Regions from separate parts of the Mus musculus genome. Here regions 1 and 2 are each linked to region 3. The links are chromatin contacts, called in public HiChIP or PLAC-seq maps. All regions are on one chromosome and are shown on one strand. Each heading gives the region's core, a stretch centred on a gene start, on an enhancer-like site or on the middle of the called end of the contact. The rest is flanking DNA. Distances are from core to core; before and after follow the strand shown. Region 1 holds the start of Ceacam9 (carcinoembryonic antigen-related cell adhesion molecule 9). Region 2 overlaps Arhgap35 (Rho GTPase activating protein 35). Region 3 holds the start of Bbc3 (BCL2 binding component 3).

Region 1 (2,700 bases), core at 196-2,695, 410 kb before region 3:
AGCTTGGGGATGCCTTCCTTGGCCTTCTCCAGAGACGCTGGGTCATCACTACCAAATGCCGTTGTTCTGTTCTCTGTGTTTGCAATCAACCCCTTGCTGTGTTTTCTAAAAGCTCTCATGCCCCGTCTTCCAGTCCATGAGGACAGGGCCTAGGGAAAGGGCTTTGGGAAGGCCATGTGCCTGAGAAAGGCTCAGACTTCTGTGGAAGAATGAATGAATGAATGAATGAATGAATGAATTGCAGGGCTGGGGGTGTCTAGGGGCTTACAGTGTGCATGTGTATGTGTGCGCGTGAGCATGTGTGTGTGTGTGTGTGTGTGTGTGTGTGTGTGTGTGTGTGTAGTTGTCAGCAGGTAGCTAACTCCCTATCTCCCAAGCTGCCCTTCCAGTAGATTCTGGGTTCCCTGAAGCTGTATGAAGAGAGGAACAGCCTGTCCCAGTTCCTAAGACACTGTCCTTCCTAGGTGTTCTGACTCCTGAGAGTGCCAGGCACCTAGGAACATGCAACCTCCATCTTCACAGGTTAAGGCACCCCCTGCTCACCCACTGAAGGCACTAAGGCACCCTTCCTCCGCAGCTTCCCCGCGGATTCCTCACTTCCCCACAGTGAGAATCAATCCTGCTTTCCTGCTTTCCCCTTCCCAACCACACACACCCATCCTCTCTCACACTGCATAAATCCTGCAGCCTCACAGAGAGCCTTGTCTGAGTCCTGGATTGCAGCTCACTTCTCTCTTCCCATCAAGAGAATCTCTCCAGGGCCACCTCCTCTTTTGTCCCAACATTTCCTCTGTGCCCTGCTGCCAGCTCTTCCTCCTCAGAGGGAGGAGACTGCCATGTCCTCTGTAGAGTCCCAGGCCCTTCTCCACCCTCTCTCCACCCCCATTGCCTGTCTTTTCTGTGTCAAAAGCCCCAGCACAGCCCTGTCCCCTGCACTCCCTCCCAAGCACACCTCACAGCTCAGCATCAAGGCCCTGACCCCCATTCCAGAGCCCTTGATGGGTACAAACACTGGAGCCTGGATCTGACCCAGGGCATTTGTGGTCCTCTGTGTGCTGTGCCCTGGGAAATCTCTGGTGGGGAGCAAACCCCCATTATGATGGCCACTCCTGTGAGGACTCCAAGAGTCAGGGCACAGCCATGTGTCCTGTTGGCACTGGTAACTTTAAATAAAGAGGGATCTGGCTTTTCCTCCCCTCTGAGCACTCCTTGCTCCCTGAGAGCATCCACCTGAGCAGCCTGGGTCCCTCCGTGTCCTCCCCTCTCAACCTGAAGCAGAGGGTCCTCCCAGAGTCCCTTCCTGTCAGAGCATCCTCCCCACACCACTCCAGGGCTGGCCTCACCTGTGAGCAGGAGCCCTTTGCAGAGAAACAGAGAAGGGGACTCCATGGTCTCTGCTCCCATGTGTGCTGTCCTGGTGTCTGCCCTGTGGATCCTTCCCTCTTATTTCTCCTGTCCTTACCCCAGGGGCATCTCCCAGAGTCTCATGGGCTGTGTGCAGGGAATCTGCCCAAGGCTATGATCTGTGATCTGCGTCAACTCTTCTTGCTGGAGGTCTGTCCCTTCTTCTTTTCCCTCCCCCACCCCAACTGTCTCTAAACCCATTCATTCTTTAAGGTTTTTTTTTTTTTTTTTTTTTTTGTAATAATGCATTCAGAAATTCTTATGTTATAAATAATGGTCGAAGACCTTCCAATATTAAGAAAAGTCATGAATGGATTTCATCTTCTTCTGCCTCCCTCCCAAACTCAATTTTAGTCCCAGCATTTTTACTTTATTGGGTCTCCATAGCCTGAATGGCTGCCATTTGCCCTATTTCTGAAGTTCTGCATTTCTCTCCCCCTTTTGCACCTGGGAACAACCACTCGATCAGGAAGTGAGTCCTGACCACCTGGGCCCCTCAGACAACTCTCCTCCTCCAAAACTGCTTACCCATTCCTCCCACTGCCTGTGACACGGGAGAGGGCAACTGTCCCAGCTCCCCAGCATTCTCTGCAAAATCATTGAGGTTTTATTTATTTTTAATTTTTACAGCTCATGCATCTCTCTGATTGACATCCAGATCTCAAGCTCTACCCAGTCCCTAGGGCTCTGGTTCATGTGACTTCTAGTTGTGCAGGTCTCCAGGGTCACACTGGGGAATCTTGGTGGAGGCTCAAGCTGGCAGCCCCTGCTTCTTCTTAGGTGATAATTGGTCAGCTGTTCGTTCATTTGTCCTGGTGCAGGTGACAGGGGAGGTGTAAGGTAGGGAGGGAATGAAAGATGGCTGCCCCAAAGAAGCCCGCTTCCAGGATTTGACTTTCTTTTTTTCTTTTCTTTTTAAAATTTGTTTTATTTCTTTTATTCATATGAGTACACTGTTGCTGTCTTCAGCCACACCAGAAGAGGGCATCAGATCCCATGACAGATAGCTGTGAGCCACCCTGTGGTTGCTGGGAATTGAACTCAGGACCTCTGGTAGAGCAGTCGTTTCTCTTAACCACTGAGCCATCTCTCCAGATGGATTTGGCTTTCTTGGCTACTATTCGCCTTCTTAAGCACCGGGAAGGCCCTGTCTAGTTACCTGCTCCCACAAAGGAACCCCAGTTCCTGAGCCCCTCCCTTGTGCACCCATCTAGATTAGACACACTGGAGGTGAGCTTGGGAGTCCTGGCCTTGCACTCAGGTCACACAAGAGAAAAATTCATTAAGCAACAGGAA
Region 2 (2,700 bases), core at 21-2,520, 280 kb before region 3:
CTTCCTTATCTACAGATGCTTGATTTAGCCCTGGAGATATGCTGTATCATCTGCCTCTATAAACTGCAGCAAGAACTGGAGCTGCCGTCCGTTCTTGTACACCAACTATATTTGGGAAGCCGAGGGAGGTGGACTGAGAGTTTACAGGGTTTGTCTCAAAATAACAAAAAGAGCAGCTAAACCTAGGCTTTTATATTAATTTCTTTGTTTGTGGGGCTTGGGGTAGTGTCACAACACATATGTGGAGATCAGAGAACAACTCCTGGAGTTAATTTTCTGGTCCTAGCGGTAGAACTCGGGTCATCAGCCTTTTTTGAGGATCATCTTCACATGCTGAGCCTTCTCACCATCGCTAACCCAGCAACTTAAGTTCAGGCCTTCATTGGAATATTCCTAGAGAGAAAGTTTCTGAAGTTCATTTTTGGGATACCCAAAATAATGATCGTTGAAAACTACATTTTACACTTTTATATTCAGTTTTACTACTTAGTAGTGCTGGTTTTATTTCATTGTTGTTGTTTGTTTTTTCTCTATGTAGCCCTGGCTATCCTGGTACTGGCTTTGTAGACCAGGGATGTCCTTGAATTCAGAGAGGCATATACTGTCACACCCAGTAGCTGTTGTTATTTCTTTGTTTCTAAACAGGAAAGTAGAAACAGCTATAGGTAATGTGGACAGAAGAGTATTAAACACTAAAGCTTTACTATAGAGTATTAGAAAGGAGGAAAGGGATGTTAGTTACTAAAAGCCAATAAACTGTGCACAACTGAAGGCGTCTGCTGTCATGGTCACAGTCAGCTTTGCTGCTGCTGGGGCCTGTGTTGAGCACTTGCCTACATTCCTCCGCATTGTTTCACTGTCCTTGCTGCTGGAGACAGACCAGCTACATAGCCATCTTTTACCATCGGTTTCCATCATCCATTGGCAGAACCTAATTGGAGCCAAGTGGGAGATGAATATAGGAAATGTAATTTGTAGGCTTCTACCATTTTCTATTATAGTAGCAGGTGTGGCATACTGAATGCTGTGGGTTAGTGTTCTCAACCTGTGGGTTGTGACCCCTTTGGCAAACCTCAAAAATATTTACATTATGATTCATAGCAGTGCAAATAACAATTATAAAGTAGCAACGAAAATAATTTTATGGTTGGGGTTACCACAACATGAAGAGCTGTATTAAAGGGTCTCTGCGTTTAGGAAGGTTGAGAATCACTGCTGTAGGTGCTTGGGTGATGCATATTGTGTGGTGGGGATGGGCAAGGGAAGCATTCCTTCATGCTGAGTACATTGCAACTGTGGAACAGAGGTGCAGTGACTTTGAAGGAGTCAGTGGGTATAGTGGTTGTCTGTAAAGAATAGTTGGAGAGTGGTTGGGAGGAACACTTGGCACTGGCCAGGAGGCTGGTTGTTGTGGGCATCTATGCCGTGGCGAGGGCAGACCAGGAGCGGGCATCACAGTAGGATGAGCTTTACTAGGGCTTGGTAATGGAGCTGAAGGAAATTACCAACTGCAGTTTTTAACTGATAAGCTTATGGAATGAGGCAAGTGATTAGCATACATAAATAATAAATAATGAAATCTTATTTCCTATTTTCCATACAAGCTGAATTTTTTTTATTGTAAAACAAACAAAAAACAGCTGGGCCTTTAATCCTAGCACCCAAGAGGCAACCTGCTCTATACAGCATGTCCCAAGGTCCCAAGACAGCTAGGACTGATGGAAGAGATTCTATTTCCAAGAGCAAAAACAAACAAACCACAAAGGTAGCACACACCTTTATCCCAGCACTCAAGGAGGCAGAGGCAGGCAGTGTGAGTTTGAGGCCAGCCTGGTCTACAGAGCCAGCTCCAGGACAGTCAGGCTACACACAAAGACCCTGTTTCAAACAAAACAAAACAAAAGAGGGACAGTCTTGTGTAGCCCAGGTTGCAGTTTAACTTTCGATCCTTCTGCCTCCATCTCCTAAGTACTGGACACACTGGTTTTGCTTTGGTCTTTTGAGCTGGGGTTAAACCCAGAGCCTTACACATGCTAGGCATGTACTCTATCAAGCCATGTTCTTGCCCATTTTGTTTTGTTTTATTTATTTATTTTTTAGGTATAAACTCACTCCATTTAGCAGATATTTATTGAGCCAGGTACTGTGTGCCATGCTGAGGTTAAATGGGAGCTAGATGACTCTCCTGGAATTAAGTGAAAAATAATTCTTGATATTAGGACCTCTATAGTTGCTCTGTTTTCGCTGGAGTGTTCACCTGGCAGCCTCCTACAGCATTTCTCTGTCTCTTTCTGCCTGCCTGTCTGTCTGTCTGTTTGTCTCTCTCTCTCTCTCTCTCCTCGATAACTTCACTCTCAGCACTTACACTGAGACCTGTTCTCATTATTTTTTCCCCTCAGATTTTGTGTACTTTTTTTGTACTTGTGTGTATGTCACAGCATACCTGTGGAGGTCAGAGAAAATTTTGTAAACGTTCGTTCTCTCCATGGTGTGGACCCTGGGGAAGAACTCAGGTCATTGGCCCAGTAGCAAGGACTCTTAATCGATGATTCATTTTGCCCTATGACCATCTTTTCTAACATTGTACTGCTCTCTCACTCACTGAAGCTCTTACCCTGTTTGGTACAACTTATCTGAATTATGTCTATTTTGTATTGTCTATTTCTCTTTGCTAAACTCTAAGCTTCCTAAGGGCATATA
Region 3 (2,700 bases), core at 142-2,641:
CCTTCATGCTCAGCGTGCCTTGTGTGCCTTTTGCTGCTCAGAAGTCACCCAGCGAGCGATCAGGCACTGGGTGGCATCCCATCCCAAAAGCTGGGTACAGCAGATGCTTGTCTTGGAGACACCCAGAGACAGCACGCGCGCGCGCGCATACACACACACACACACACACACACACACACACACACACACACGCAGCGCACACTTGGGCGAGACCCCTGCACAGCAACACAGCTCACTCAAGCGACACACAAACACAGCTCAAGTGCCCCGGTCGTCCGCACCACCACCACCAACACTACCAGGCAAGCGACAGATACAGATCCCCTTTTCACCCCTTAAGAGCACACGTATACAACTCTGGTTTGGGGGGTGGCCACCCACACCCGTAAACGGACAGGTGCACCCCACCCCGCAGACACGCGGGCAAGGACTCACGCAGACACCCCTCCGGGTGACAAACGCCAACATCTCGGTGTAGGGATACAAACTCGGGAGCCAAACACGAGCACACACACCCAGGCGAGACACCTGCAGATCCACAGCCCCGCACGCGCGGTCCCCGCCGCCCCTCCGCTGTCACAGCCCCCCCCCTCGACGCCGCCACGTGCGCCCGCCCCGCCCGCCCAGCGCGCGCGGGGCCAATAACCGGCTGTTGCTGGGGCGCAGCCCCCGCCCGCGGGAGCCACAGCCTCCGCCGCCCCCTGTCGCCGCCCCCGGCGGGCGCGCGCTCTGGGTGTGGCCGATCCTCGGTGCCACCCCCCACCCCAACCCTCCCGCAGTGGGACTCGGGGGACTCGAGCGAGCCCGGGGCCACGCTCCTCCCAGGTCTCACTAGCCACCAGGGGGCGCGGGCGAGCCCGAACCCCATTGTTTGTAAACAAACCCGCCAGACCGCTGTGGCACCTGTGCGCCCAGACAGGGCGCCCTGAGTCCCAGGTGCTTCCTTCCCGCCCGCCTGGCCCAGCCTTAGTCCCAGTGATGAAAGCTGGGGCACAAGCTGCGGGAATGCAAGGCGACCGTCCTATCGGCCCGTGCACCCCGTCACCTCCTCCAGGGAGCCCTCCGGGCCTTGCCGCTCGTAAGCAGCTTCGGGAATCGGGGTGCTCACTCACCCCGGGGGCATGAACACTCCGGAGAAAGGAGGCGATGGGGTGGCGGGCGGTTGCCTTCTGGAGGGCTCGCCCGCCGAGTGGGTTGCTATTGAGGCACCTTGCTGCTGCTCCTGCTGCTCTAACTGCAGTGACTGCTGCTGCTTCTGGAGTCTTCGTGTCCGGATCACCGCTGCTGCTGCTTGCTTGCTGGTGTCGCCGCCGCCTCCTGGGCTCCCCGCTCGCATGTGGCTCTATGCCGCGTCTCAGGCCTCCCGGCAGATCCCCGGGCCCCGCTCGCTCGGCGGCCGCCCCGCCCCGCCTCTCGCTGGCTCCCACGCCCCGCCCCCGCGTGACGCCAGGGCCCCGCCCGCGGCTGGGGACAAGTCGGGGCTTGCAGTCGGGCGCCGCGCCCCCTACCTCGGCGCGGGGGGTTTCCCGGCAGCCAGAGGGGCGGGGCGAGGCCTGGTCCAGGCAGGAGGAGCAGCGTGGGGACAGCCCAGACCTAGGGTGTCCGGACACACGCTTGACACACTGACACACTGACTGGGACCCACACCCACACCTGAGGAGTACGCTCAGACTAACGGACTGGCACGCCAGGGTGCACTGAGTCAGTGATGACTGAGCCACAGGGACACAAAGTCAGACCAGAGGCACAGATACACATCAGGACAAGGGCCTGGACACACGAGCTCACACAGACCCAGACATCCAGATTATCTTACTTACTGGCTCACTGGGTCACACACAGACAGTGACAACCCAAAACGTAGTTGCACAAACAATATTCAAACAGTCTCCGACGCACAAACCCGTGTCCCCAGATGCCTAGGGCATTCACACTACACTAAAGGCTGACCCCTTCTCAGAACAACTTCCTGGCAGGTTCAGAGGGACACACACTCCAATCCAAATAGCACTCTCAGGCTGACACCCGCAATAGCTGAAGCACAGCCACTAGACTGCACTGGCTGACCCTACAAAACATGCCAGTCACATACAGAAGAAACTGAGCCCAGACCTGTGCTCACAAAGTCACTCCTGAGACAGGTTCCTGCTAAATGGCTTGATGGCGGGTTACACTCGTGAACTTAAACACCTGGCCCGCCTGGCGTAATACCCATCTGGCACTGGACAAATGGGGAAGAGGCAGCCCTGTGCTCCTGGCACAGACATGCCCGGGCAGCCCCCTGCACCCTATTTCATCCTGTCTGTTGTTTCTGTTTCCTTTCCCTTTTCTAAAAGTCATTTATTTCCCTTCCCTTTTGAAACAGTGACCCTTCCTCCTCCCAAGCCGTAGACATCTCTCACGGCACTTGACAGACTCTCTGTCTCACCCAAACTGTCACCAAACTTACTGAGTATATTACTTACCTATGGGTGCCCAGCACTGGGCCCGCTGTGAAAGGGTGTCACACAGCCATGTGAGATAAGACACTTGTTAAAGAAATAAACATAGTCACTTACACCTGTCTTCCCAGCACTTCCAGAGGATAAAGCAGGAATGTGGTTGCAAGGTTGGAGTCTGTCTGAGTTACATAGTGAGTTCCAGGCCCCCCCCTTTTTTTTTTTTTCTTTTTTGGTTTTTCAAGACAGGGTTTCTCTGTGT

The links. HiChIP or PLAC-seq counts read pairs in DNA pulled down with a chosen protein or histone mark.
Region 1: a contact with region 3 is called in an H3K4me3 HiChIP or PLAC-seq map of embryonic stem cells, with 6 times the contacts expected there. The contact joins the promoter of Ceacam9 here to the promoter of Bbc3 in region 3. A contact is called at or near these places in 1 of 39 promoter capture datasets (liver) and 4 of 115 datasets of contacts at active chromatin or transcription factors (bone marrow-derived macrophages, embryonic stem cells and pancreatic cancer cells).
Region 2: a contact with region 3 is called in a FOXA1 HiChIP or PLAC-seq map of pancreatic cancer cells. The contact joins the enhancer-like site here to the promoter of Bbc3 in region 3. A contact is called at or near these places in 3 of 39 promoter capture datasets (hippocampal neurons and liver) and 2 of 115 datasets of contacts at active chromatin or transcription factors (microglia and pancreatic cancer cells).

The regions. Positions count from the first base shown.
Region 1 is chr7:16,720,674-16,723,373 of GRCm38.p6, reverse strand. It overlaps Ceacam9 (carcinoembryonic antigen-related cell adhesion molecule 9), which reads right to left and starts at 1,445. Exons shown (of 3, transcript NM_011927.4): 1 at 1,344-1,445. The coding sequence starts at 1,404.
Region 2 is chr7:16,585,216-16,587,915 of GRCm38.p6, reverse strand. All of the region lies in intron 1 of Arhgap35 (Rho GTPase activating protein 35), which reads left to right. Among named protein-coding and RNA genes, the nearest start is that of Gm29443, 27 kb to the left of the region's middle. Within about 2 kb of position 1,270, at least 16 of the 459 cell types and tissues checked have an H3K27ac peak or open chromatin away from gene starts, as enhancers often do. A contact at or near this core is called in pancreatic cancer cells, where this site is marked.
Region 3 is chr7:16,308,274-16,310,973 of GRCm38.p6, reverse strand. Bbc3 (BCL2 binding component 3) reads right to left here and starts at 1,391. Exons shown (of 4, transcript NM_133234.2): 1 at 1,113-1,391.